2 separate regions of the Mus musculus genome follow, and region 2 is linked to region 1. A link is a contact called in public Hi-C data. All regions are on one chromosome and are shown on one strand. Each heading gives the region's core, a stretch centred on a gene start, on an enhancer-like site or on the middle of the called end of the contact. The rest is flanking DNA. Distances are from core to core; before and after follow the strand shown. Region 1 has its middle 140 kb from the start of Gm46401. Region 2 has its middle 120 kb from the start of Gm35615.

Region 1 (6,057 bases), core at 1,562-4,061:
ATAGAAATATAAATAAAGTGCTGGTTAATCTTCATTGCCAACTTGGCAAGATTCTAGAATCACTTAGGACAGAAACCTTTGGATATTCCTGTGGCATCATTCCTTGGCTTGGAATCTTGGATTAAATGAAACAGAGAAAGTGAAGTGAGTTCTGGCACTTGTCCTTCTATGCTTCCTGTTGAGGAAATAGAAGTTGTGTCTGCAAAGACTGATTGACCGTTTATGACAGCAGTGATGTGGAGTAATTGGAGGGTTGCCAGTCCATAGACCAATTACCTTATTCTGGGCTAGAGTTAGCCCCCTTCCTAGTCACTCCTTGAATCCCTCTGCCTCTGACTGTGGGTATGATGCTGCAGACTCCACCACTATGACTTCCTGATATGACGGACCATAATAGGAAACTGAAAGGTGAAATACACGCTTTCTCCTCTGACTTGCTGTTTGTCAGTGTATTTTATCACAGCCACAGAAAAGAAAGTAGAACACGTGTCCCCACAAATACACAAGAGTCACCAAAATGCTAACAGTCCTTTCCTTTTGTTTCTTATAATTACCAATAAGTTCAAGTTGACTAAAGTGCATATGTGTGCTTGATTTTTAAAATAAGAAAAAAATAGCGTGCAAAGAAAAGAAGAGGAAGAGTGATTGAATAGACACCAGAAGGTCACAGCTCTAGGAAGGCAACTTGGGAGAAATCATATTTCCCAATGAGCTGGGCTCTCCTTTTCTTCTCTATTATTCTCACCTTCTAGCCTCTTGGCATCAAAACTGCTTAGTGTCACAGGTGACCACACTGCAGATCTGGGATGTTTTCATGACTTCGGATAGTGCATATTCAGAGGTAAATATTTATAACCTAGTAAAATAACATTTTTTTAAATAACCAATTTTGTTTAAATGACCAGGACTTATTAAGTTGTTGTATTAAATAGTTTGTACTTGATGTTGGCACTCTAAAAGCATTAATTACTTGCCAGCTTTGTCCTGTCTCTTCCAAATCAAATAATCATTCCAACTAATCAGGATGTTTTTAGATGCTTGGAATTTTACTATGTAATAAAAACCTAACATAGTCTATTCCAAAGAATACTTGAGTAGACACGTCGCATATCCTTGTACGCAAGGTGAAGTCAGAGGTTCCCAAAGACTGCACAGTCAGTTCTAGGCCAGCCTGACCTGTGGGGGATTGTGGAAATCCACCAAAGTGTAGCATTCAACGAAACTCAAACAGTCAGCTCCAGAAAATGTCAAATGAAGGCCTGGGGCTGAAACTCAGCAGCAGAACACTTACCTACCATGCCTAAGGCCCTAGGGTCAAGCCTCAACCCTCATTAAAAAAAGAAAAAAATCTGTCTTAGTTATGGTTATTATTGCTGTCATGAAACATCATGATGAGAAACAAGTTGTGGAGGAAAGTACTTACTCAGCTTAGACATCCACATCATCATTCATTATTAAAGGAAGTCAGAGCAGGAACTGGAACAAGACAGAAACCTGGAGACAGGAGCAGATGCACAGGCCACGAAGAGATGCTACTTACTGGGTTGCTCCTGGGGCTTGCTCAGCCTGATTTTTTTTTTTTATAGAACTCAGGACCACCAGCCTAAGAGTGGCCCCATCCACAATGGGATGCACATTCACCCATGCATCACTAATTAAGAAAATACCCTATAGGCGTCCCTACATCCTTATCTTATGGAGACATTTTCTCAACTGAGGTTCCTTCCTCTCAAATGACCCTAGCTTGTGTCAATTGACATAAAACTAGTGAGCACAATGTCAGATAATTACCTGGACACAAGGCCAGGCATCACTATACTATTGTAGGAGAACAGAAGACCATAGAGCTTACCCAGCTCCTGCTTGACCATGTCTTGACGGTATAAATAACATTTATTTAGTTACATTTCTCTTTCTTTTTTGTCCTTCTCGGAATCACAAAATTGACTTTTGGAGCCCTGTGAATAGGGAAGTTTCTAGAAGGGCAGATCAGCAAAATGTGAGCAGAGGTACACACACATGCTGCTTGTTGATTGCTGACATAAAAAGGCCATATCCTCTTCCTTCAACCCTACTTTCCCTTCAGGAACGACCATGGAGTCTGGTATTGAGATCAGAGACCACAAGAAGCTTCCAGGGTAGTGATTCACATCTTAGAGAATCCAGTCTTAGCCAGCAACCCATACGGACAACAGATATTCTCTGAGCAAGAAATAAATGTCAGCTGTAAGGTCTTGAGATGAACTTCATACAGAAACATAACCTGACTTAACTTGAAAAGCCCTCACTCTAAAAAGCATTTTTCTGTCTGAAAAGCCCGTTATTAGATATGTAAAACGCAACCAATGCTCACAGCCTTTTCTAAAATGTACATTGCACAGTTCTCAGAGAGATAAAAGGAAGTGCTAGTGGAGGTGGGGAGGGGGGTGGGGTGCGAGGCTGGGCGTGGGGCAAGGATGCCAGTTCCCCGAAGGGAAGCAGCCAATTCCTCCTCACCCCTTGCCTTCTGTTAGCTCCACCTTGCTTGTACCCATTGTGAAAATCAGGCTTCTAAAGAAGATCTTACCTTAACGAAGTGCCCCTCCCCCCAGCTTAGAGGCAAAAGCTTAGAACAATTGGATTAAATGATTCCAGCTGTGGAACTCTAGCCTATGTGCAGTCTCACGTGTGCCTGCTGAGTAATTTGCTGACTGCAAATTCCTGTAAATCATGTAAGCTTCTGCCAAAAGGCCCAGATACACTGGGACATCCCCTGTCTGGCATTGCATCAGATGACCTTTGGCATCTGAAACACTTTTGTTTACAAACTGTGATCCTTTAAAATGTATTGAGTGATTAAAACCTGACCGAATTGGGGAAAGATGAGCTGAGAATTAACTTAGGGCTGGAGATCAGTTTGTTTGTTTAGTTCCTTGCATGATCTTGGCCAGGAGGATTCTGACATTACTTGGACTCCTGCAGCAAAGAGCGGGCTATCTGCCAGTCTTAGGAGTGAGTTGGAAAGCAGAATTGGTGTGTGCAATGTGGTCCTCTTACAACATTGCTGTCGACTTGGTATTCTTCTGTGAAATCCATCTGGAATGTTTGCAAAAGAAATGTGCTCTTTGCTGGGTTATTAATGAGAGGGCAGATTGACACCATTATTGTGATGGGCTTTATTAGCCAGCGTGGTGGTGTTTTCCTTGCAGAGTCTCAGCTATCTGAAGGTTAACTATGCAAGTGCATGTTGGCTGACTGGCGATAGCCTGTAATTCTTTCCTATTAGGCAATTTAAGCATTCTGCTCCCACTCCAGCCAATGCTTAAGAAAGCCCTAAAGGATGCCAGCTATCGACTTTAATCAGACATCAGAGCTTAACCTAATAAAAAATTGCTTTTGGGCCATGCATAATTAAATGAGCATATTTAGAAGTCAAAACACTGTATTTTCCATGGGAAATAATATTATTATAGTGATAGAAATATAAAATTATGAATTCCACAGCTGCACTAACATGCATGTCCTAGACGTAAACAAATAGAGAGAGAATTAATTTTAAATTTCCTTAAAATTTCCGGTGCCTGGTGAATTCTAAATAAATCCAAACCATCCCATATTAGAAAGGAAGTTTTTTGTGTTATTTTTTGTTGGTATGAGTTACATTGTTTTCTTTGTTATAATTCACTCAAAATGTGATTAAAAAATGAGTAGGCGGTAGCTATTACAACTAACAATATAACCTGGCATCGGATTTGATAAGAGAGAGAAAGAGAGATGGGACCTACTATGTAATTTCATTTACAGTAAGTGGTCCAAAACATCCTCACTCACAAAAACACATAGAGCATAAAATGGTTAAGTACCAGAAACCCAGGAGGCTACAGCCCCCTCCCCACAGGGGACACATAATAATGTAACATACAAATAACTCTTGTCCAGCAGGGAAACATTTCCCAGCAACACTCCACCTGGAAAGATGTCCTCTTCCCTCCCAAAGGCTACATTAAAAATCCTTTCCTTGAAATTCTCAACTAACTACAGTGAGAATAGAAGGCATTTTGAGGCTCACATACCTTTTCTACACTCAAACATTTTATTGGATAATTGGGGGAAGAAGTTTAACATACTGGAAGAACACTCATGTATTTATTTGTAGGTTAATTGTCCACAAGATCCTAGGCAGAAAGATGGGTCAATAGAGCCTACAAGGCCAGGAAATAAAAGAACAGTATGATGGCAAAGTCTCAGTAAAACTTTCAACATGGTCATGACTCCATACTTCTATGACAACTGGAGCTTTGAGGATTGCCTGGTCAATCTTTATAAAAACTAGCTACACACTATGGAGGAAAAGGTGTTTTCAACTCTACCTAGCCGGAGACATTGCCAACCCCCACTTATCACCTATGATTTAATCAAAACTACCCAATCAGACAACAAGAATCCCTTAGGATCCTTTTGTGGTGCTCTAATAGAAGAGCTGAGTGTGAATAACATATATAGAATGTAGATGTATCTCTTATGGTTTTAGAGCTTGGAGATTTGAGATCATGCAATGGTATTTCATTCTGTTGGTGGCGGGAAGACTTTCTTCTCTGGTGAAGGGGTTGTTGTGACTTCAGAGGGAGGGAGGTAGATGAGAAGAAAGAGAAAATGCTCTCAGTCAAGTACTTTTACAAGTTTGCCAATCACATAGGTTAAGGTGGAGCCCTGTGATGAAGTTACCTCTCGAAGGATGCCATACCAATACCACTGAATGGGAAGACATGTCAGTGTGATGTTCTGTGCAGATAAAAATATGCAAACCATTGCAGAGAAATCCATAACAGCCATAATGCTATAGGATAGTCCTGTGAAAATGGCAGAGGAAAACCAGAAGAGAGAACAAAAATAGATCAATAGAAGAAGAGGAGCCAATATGAACATGCCCCATGGCCACATTTGAACACGATTCCCACTTTTACTCTAGTGAGAAAAAGACACAGCTATCATGTTTGTACATTAGAATTTGCATCTGTAAAATGTTTTCAAGTATGGGATAATATTAAAGTTAAAGATTTATAATCACACCAATAATACTTTTCAAGAATGAATGTTATCTATGAGTTAATATTGAAAAAATCAAATATTATTCTCTCAACAAGGGAAAAAACAAAAGAATAAAACTATTCTAATACAACATGTGTCATGATCAAATGTAATTGATTTTAATTTTTTACTTTGCCTTATTTTAATATATAAAGATTATATATATAAATGTATTATTGCTTCTTATCATAATGCTTACCAATATTTTACATTCAACAGTGTTGTATTTGAATAGGAATATTTGAAGACCCTGCCTGACTCCAAGACCTGAGAAGTTCTGTAATTGACACAAAGGTATTAAGAACATAATAACAAAAATAGACTACTGCAACACAGTACAAATTCCAGGACAGAATCCCCCAACAGTTGCATGGTACTTCAGAGTGGAAGGTAAACATCTTCAAGAGGGCACAATGAAGAAGGAATGGATACAATTATACAGAAAAATAATTCTCAGCTACTCCCTCACACTCTAGAGAAAAACATGAGCAACTTCAGTGTGAAACTACAGCACAGTCTTGACCATCCTAAGAAAGCTAAGAATGACAACTAACACCAGTGCAAAGAGAAACCAGAACAGAAACACAAGAAATCTGTTCACTGTGGTTAGTCATGAGGGACATACAAAACACAGGTACCATGAGATACAACCCTGATAAAATAAGAAGCTGACACAGAAGAGGATGAGGGGGAAAGCCCTCATCACCGTAAGGGTGCAAGCAGTTCCAGCAGCAGGAGACCAGCAACCTCTTATCAAGGTAAACATACATCCAGCAGAGTAGCTTCTCAGGGGAAAATGTCCACAAAAATGGAGTGTTTTTAATCACAATAGTGACAAACAGAGCACTGTGATTTTCAGGAACAATTCTTTTTTATATAAACTGTAATCATGCAATAGAATACTCGTCAGGACTAAAAAGGAATGAACTTTGGAGGGAGGGTGTCTCATTGGTTAGGAGCATTCACTGCCCTCACAGAGGCTTGGAGTCT
Region 2 (6,057 bases), core at 2,340-4,839, 110 kb before region 1:
TTTTCTTTTTTTTTTTTTTTTTTTTTTTTTTTTTTTTTTTGAGACAGGTTGTGTAACCCTGGCTGTCCTGGAACTCACTTCATAGACCAGGTTGGCCTTGAACTCAGAAATCTGCCTGCCTCTGCCTCCCAAATGCTGAAATTAAAGGCATGCACCACCACTGCCCAGCTAGGAAAGAGTTATTTTCTTCTTGTTTTCTCTTTGTCCCAGACTTTGAATCATTAAAATAAAATTTACTCTCCAGTACTTAGGAAGACTTTGTGATTACTTGACAAACACTTTGAATGGCACATCAGCAATAAATGCAGTCCTTGCATTATTCCTGGCTCCCCCAAAAAGTTCAGGCACACAGCTCTAATGACAAGTTAGTCAAAGAGCCTCAGTCATGAGCCAAGGTCCAAGTTCACAGTGTAGTTGGCTTCATCCTTCGATCAAATCAGAATGAAAAGCAACAGAACTCTATATCTTTTAGACTATCTTCCAGAGACATTGTTTCTTAAAATCAAGCTTTGAAATAAGTTGAAGGAACAAATATTTTAAGGTTGTCACTTTTGTAATGCTAGGTAGGCTTAAAGCAGGGGATATCACTAATCACCCTCAAGAAATATGGGGATACTCCCAAATTCTAACTCAAATGATCATTTTTGTATGGGGATGGGCACAGTAATGACCTTTGTCTTTGAGGATAGCTGTTAATCAAAATATACCATAATATGAAAACAATTGTATAGTGTAATCTCCCAGTTTTGAGTGTAGCTATTTCAAAATTCAGCTGTCTCTAGGCAATTTACATATTTGAGTCTCAAATTCTTTGTCCATTTTTTAGTGCAAGTATCAGGACCCTGTTTTTTGGAGGGAGATGTTGTGAGCATTAAGAAAAATTGCACATGTGGTACATCACAGAACATCATTTACAACTCATACATGATGTCACCTGTGACTGCAGTGATCCAGTGTGGAGCACCATATTATTGTTGATGCCAGTTGTTCATAGGTGAATGAAAGAGAATCTCAAATACTGCCAGCATGGATTGAGGAGTTTAGCTATCCAGTGAAATTTTGATGGGAACAAATAAATTGCCAGATACATTCCTGGTTCAATTAGTGAATCAATCAGCTCTATAGAGTGATTAGATACAGTAAAATAAGATGTTGGGCCTAGATAATATGCTGTATGCTCCTGGCAGCTACAGAAAACAGGGCTTTGCTCCTCTATTCTCAATGGGGTGCAGGGGTACAGGGGTGCAGGGCACTTGAAGAGGGAGGCTTTGTTTTATTTTCAAGTGCTTCTGAGATAAGACACAAATTAAAAATAAAAAGAGGAAAAGCATCTTTCCATGACTCCATCTCTCTGATTAATAGCACCATTATAATTCTGCCTCTGCTTCAGCATATCCAAATTGATATATAAACACACACAAATATATCGTTGGTAAAGTTCACTTAGCTTGGCCATTTCCAAGATTTTTAAATATTTGCTTTTATTGATGTGTGTCTGTGTATGCATGCGTACGTATATTGTGTGTGTATGGGGCGGGAAGGATGATATACTGTATGTATGCTGGTGCGTGCCAAGGCCTGAAGACAGTCTATAGAAGCTGCAGTTACAGGGAGTGAGCTGTCCAGTAAGGTGCTGGGATCAAAGCTTCAGTCTTCTGCAATAGCAGCAAGTGTGGTAATGGTTGGGCTATCTCCGTAGCACTCATAAACATTTGATGGGGAAAGGTCATGGCTGAGGCTGAAGACAGACCGAGTATAGCTCTGTATCCAATAAGGTAGGTTCATAAGCTATAATTTACAATAGGGCCAATGCATAAAGAAAGTACAGAGCTTCTGCTCCATTGGGAAGCACATTATTGTTTCTAATTATCCTTGGTTCTTTCTAGAAAATTGATACCCTGGTTAAGAGTCCAATCCTTGAAATCACACCCATCAAGCACAAAGATAATTTTACAAATGTCTAGATATTATATACCAGAAGCGACAATGAACACTGTACAACTGAAGATTTTTGCTTTGATTCAAATGTGAAACATCCTTCACAGGCTGGTGTCTGAGCACTTGGCCTCCAGCTGGTGTCACTATTTTTAGAAACTGTGAAACCTCTTGGGAGAACAGCCTAGTTAGTGGATGTAAAGCAGGCTGGGCAGGAATATAGTGATCCTGTGCATTATATGTCATAGTATGTGTGTGTGTGTGTGTGTGTGTGTGTGTGTGTGTGTGTGTGTGTATGATGTAGTCATCCTGTGCATTACATATCAATGCACAGGGAAAGGGGAAAATACAATAAAGCCTGTAAATAGTGGTGTTAGTGGAATTGCTGAAGGAAGGCATTTTTCTGTGAGTAAGGGAACCATGAATCAGATGGAAGAATTGCTTAATGATGTTGAGGCTTAGGTTTGTACAGCTGGAGTGACTGAATCACCTAACTACATAGATTTCCAAAAGCATCATGTTGTGTAATCTATCCCCAACTTTTCCTTCTGAAGCAAAACTTTCTAAAATAATTCTTGATTGCATAGACCTTACAAATCCAGCCTTTGTGTAAGAGACAGAGTAACACCACATTACATTGAAAACTAGGCATTGTTTCTATGAATATGGCATAGAGAATGTATAAAAATACATTTTAAGAGCTTATTTTGACATAACTGATTTTTTAAAGCAGTTTTTAGGGATTGGGTTTTATAAACGGGAGCTAATGTCACAGAATCCATAGTAACTTGTAGCTAGTGTTTTGATAGAGGCATTTCATTTGATCTTAGAAAGGTGCTCATTTGATAGTGAAGAAGGATCACTATCTTCCATTTCACTGGAGTAAACTGGAGCTTGAATAATTAAGTCACAACCTGAAGGTGGTTGTCTGACCCTCTGAGCCCTGTATCATCTATTGGCTTCTTCTACCAAATCTGTTATTTTAGTGTTCAGCTCTTTTCTTCTTTGTGTATTTAAAAAGGGGTAGTCTTCTACTCAGTCCTAAAGTCTATTATCTTATCTAGAAATTGACCACCTTTCAGAACACTTCCACCACAGAAGAAGTCTTTATTTCAAAATCTCTCATGAAACATCCTATGCTAAAACTCAGAGTTTCCAAGTGTCTGGCTGCTGGCCCAAAACATGGATGAAAAACAGTGGATAAGCATTGTCACTTCTGTCTCTGGCAGCATGGAGAAACAGACCCTGAGCTACTTTCAAGGAGTCAAATTTCCCTTGCTCTGAAATAGTCAAAGGAGAGCAGAAGGCTGGACCCGTGATGCTTCTGGATTCCCCCCATCACTACCACTCTGTCAACACCTCATTAAACAATTGCATTGACAGTGAGTTATATTTTTCCCCTCTAAGAAGTGCATGGACTTCAGAACAACCAGAGGATGCTGCGGGATGTGGTGATTTGAGCTTTTAGAGGATAACCATCCTCATGTTCTGTTCCATGGCTCTCTATTTAGAGTATTTAATTCTGGGACATGTCCCAGTGCTTTTCAGCAAAAGCACATTTTCAGGCCGCGAGAAAGCAGGCTGTGGATGAAACCACACTCATGGTTCTGACTCATATGGCTTTCCTAGGTGAAGGAATAGGAGAACGTGCTATCTTCACTTGCTCTTGGGAATTCCCAGTGGGAAATAACAGCAGGGAAAGTGTTTTTGTTTCCTGTTGAGTAAAGCTATCTTTCCTTAAGAAAGTGACTTTGTTGTGCTACTCCATGGAGAAAGGGTGTCTACTTGCTCATACATGAGTCACTGTATCAGCTTCTGCAACCCCCCTTTTCATTTATTTTCCACTTTAGGAACTTAAGCCCAAGGAAAACTCTGGAGTATGGAGGGCAGAATAGGCAGAATAGAATACAAGGAACTAGCAGTATAGAAGTGAAAGGGGGAAATGCAGTAAGTTTCAGGTGCTGCTGAGTCCCGAGATATTAGAAAGATGAGTTAGAATGGCCGAGAGCTTGCAAAGGAGTGCTAGACTTCAACACTACAACCATTTCTAGTCAAAGTTGACTATTTTTTTAAAGTATATGTGTATATTTGCATCTGCTATGTTCAAGGTGTGTATGCAGTTCCAGTGGAGACCAGAAGATGGTGGAATATCCTCCTCCCCCCCCCCCCCCCCCCCCCGGAACTAGGATTACAGGTAGCTGTGAACATGGGTGCTAAGAACTGAATCAAAGTCCTGGGCAAAGATGTGAGAATTCTTAATTTCTGAGCCCCTTCTCCAGCCCCAGTGTTGGCAATTCTTAGCCCTGTCCAAATTGGTATCTGAGAAGAGAGTATAGGGAAGTTCTTTAATATGTTGCCAATTGTTCTAGAAAAAATAATATAAACATGACTCATGCATGAATCCGCAAAAATAAACCTGTTGAGGCTGGAAACATGTTGGGCCACATTCCCTATCTGCTATTTTAGGAATTTAGTGTGGAGTTTGTCTGAGATTTTTACATTCTCTGGGCAAAATGGTATACAACCTCAAACCCTCTGAATCCATTTGAAATATTATGAGATAGATGAAAGAACATAAGCAAATAACTATGTGGTTTTTGAAAATCCTTTTATTTCTACACATGATCAATGGATACGATAAATAATCTCATTGTTGCTTAAAAACTCAGCACGACTTTAAAGACGTGGAACTTGTATGCAAATGTTATTCTACTAGCTAAAGCTTACCAACAAAACGAGGGTCTTGTCATCTCTGCATTATCATGAAATGAGTTTTTACAAACCTTTCATTGGCATGCAGTTTCTCAGTATTTTTGAGATCCAGTGTGAAGCTTTGAAAGAAGTATGCAATGGACCATGGTCACATGGCTGTAGGTTTTCATCTTCTTAATCCTGTATCATTTCTGCATGTCTGGGAAAGTCTTCTGGTTATTTTCAAATATGGAATCATTTGTAAACTGTAAATACTATTCATGATACAAATATCTGCAGTAATCTCTCTTGTTTCCTTGAAACTGTCATGCATTCCCATCTCTAGCCTCAGTGACCAGTGTTATTTCATGCACTCCCTCTCTTTTTCTCCCTGAAGACATCTGTATTTATTTCCATAAATGAATAACACACAAAGTTTTTATTTTTCTGTAAACCCAATATCACATCTTCAAGTTTCATCCCTACTACTATAAATGATGGGATTCCATTCTTCTTATAGCTTGATAATCTTTCATTATATACATGTACCACATTTTATATCTCTATGCACTTATTTATGGACAGATTGGATGATTCCATAGCCTGGCCCTTGTAAGCGCTGCTATACTCTCTTTTACGTGATTTAATTCCTTTAGAATATATACCAGTAATGGAATTGGCAGATGACATGATAGCCATATCTTCAATGTTTACAAAAATTGTTCTTTCATGAGTCTGAGCTTGGTCCTCTACATATACCTTATGGTTGTGTAGGTTGGTGTTCTTGTTCGACTCTCAGCAATGGAGTACCTGTGATTCTTTCGAATGTGCATGGGACTCTTTCCCTCACACTGGCTTGTTTTGTCCAGCCTTAATATGAGGGTTTGTATTTAGTCTGATAGTCTCTTCTCAAGGTGAATTAGGTAGATATGCCTGGATAGCATTCTTTGTTTTTCTTTCACACACACACACACACACACACACACACACACACACACACACACACACACACATACACACACACACACACACACACACACACATACACACACACACACACACACACACATACACACACACACACACACACACACACATACACACACACACACACACACACACACACACACACACACACATATATATATTTGGAAAGGAAATGGAGGAGGTGTGATCTAGAGGAGAAGGGAGATGATGGGCAGGGCAGGGGAAGACTACTGTCAGGATATAATGTATGAAAGAAGAACAAAAGTTAGAAAAATTGTTCTTTCACAATTTTATAGCCATATATTAAGTATTTTCATATTATGGTATCATCTTATGCTTAATGAGGTCAGGAATCTTGGAATGGGTCTTATTGTTGTATCTGTAAACCTACTATCTAGCTTCTTTGTATTTTAAAGAATTTTAAAAATAAAATTTGGTAAAGGA

The links. A called contact is a pair of places that touch in the nucleus more often than the background predicts.
Region 2: a contact with region 1 is called in a Hi-C map of the STO cell line, with 1.9 times the contacts expected there. The contact joins two enhancer-like sites. A contact is called at or near these places in 5 of 484 Hi-C or Micro-C datasets (3T3-L1-derived adipocytes, the STO cell line, adipose-derived mesenchymal stem cells and 2 more).

Annotation. Positions count from the first base shown.
Region 1 is chr13:6,056,760-6,062,816 of GRCm38.p6, reverse strand. No RefSeq gene overlaps it. Among named protein-coding and RNA genes, the nearest start is that of Gm46401, 140 kb to the right of the region's middle. Within about 2 kb of position 2,811, at least 101 of the 459 cell types and tissues checked have an H3K27ac peak or open chromatin away from gene starts, as enhancers often do. A contact at or near this core is called in the STO cell line, where this site is marked.
Region 2 is chr13:6,163,608-6,169,664 of GRCm38.p6, reverse strand. No RefSeq gene overlaps it. Among named protein-coding and RNA genes, the nearest start is that of Gm35615, 120 kb to the left of the region's middle. Within about 2 kb of position 3,589, at least 38 of the 459 cell types and tissues checked have an H3K27ac peak or open chromatin away from gene starts, as enhancers often do. A contact at or near this core is called in the STO cell line, where this site is marked.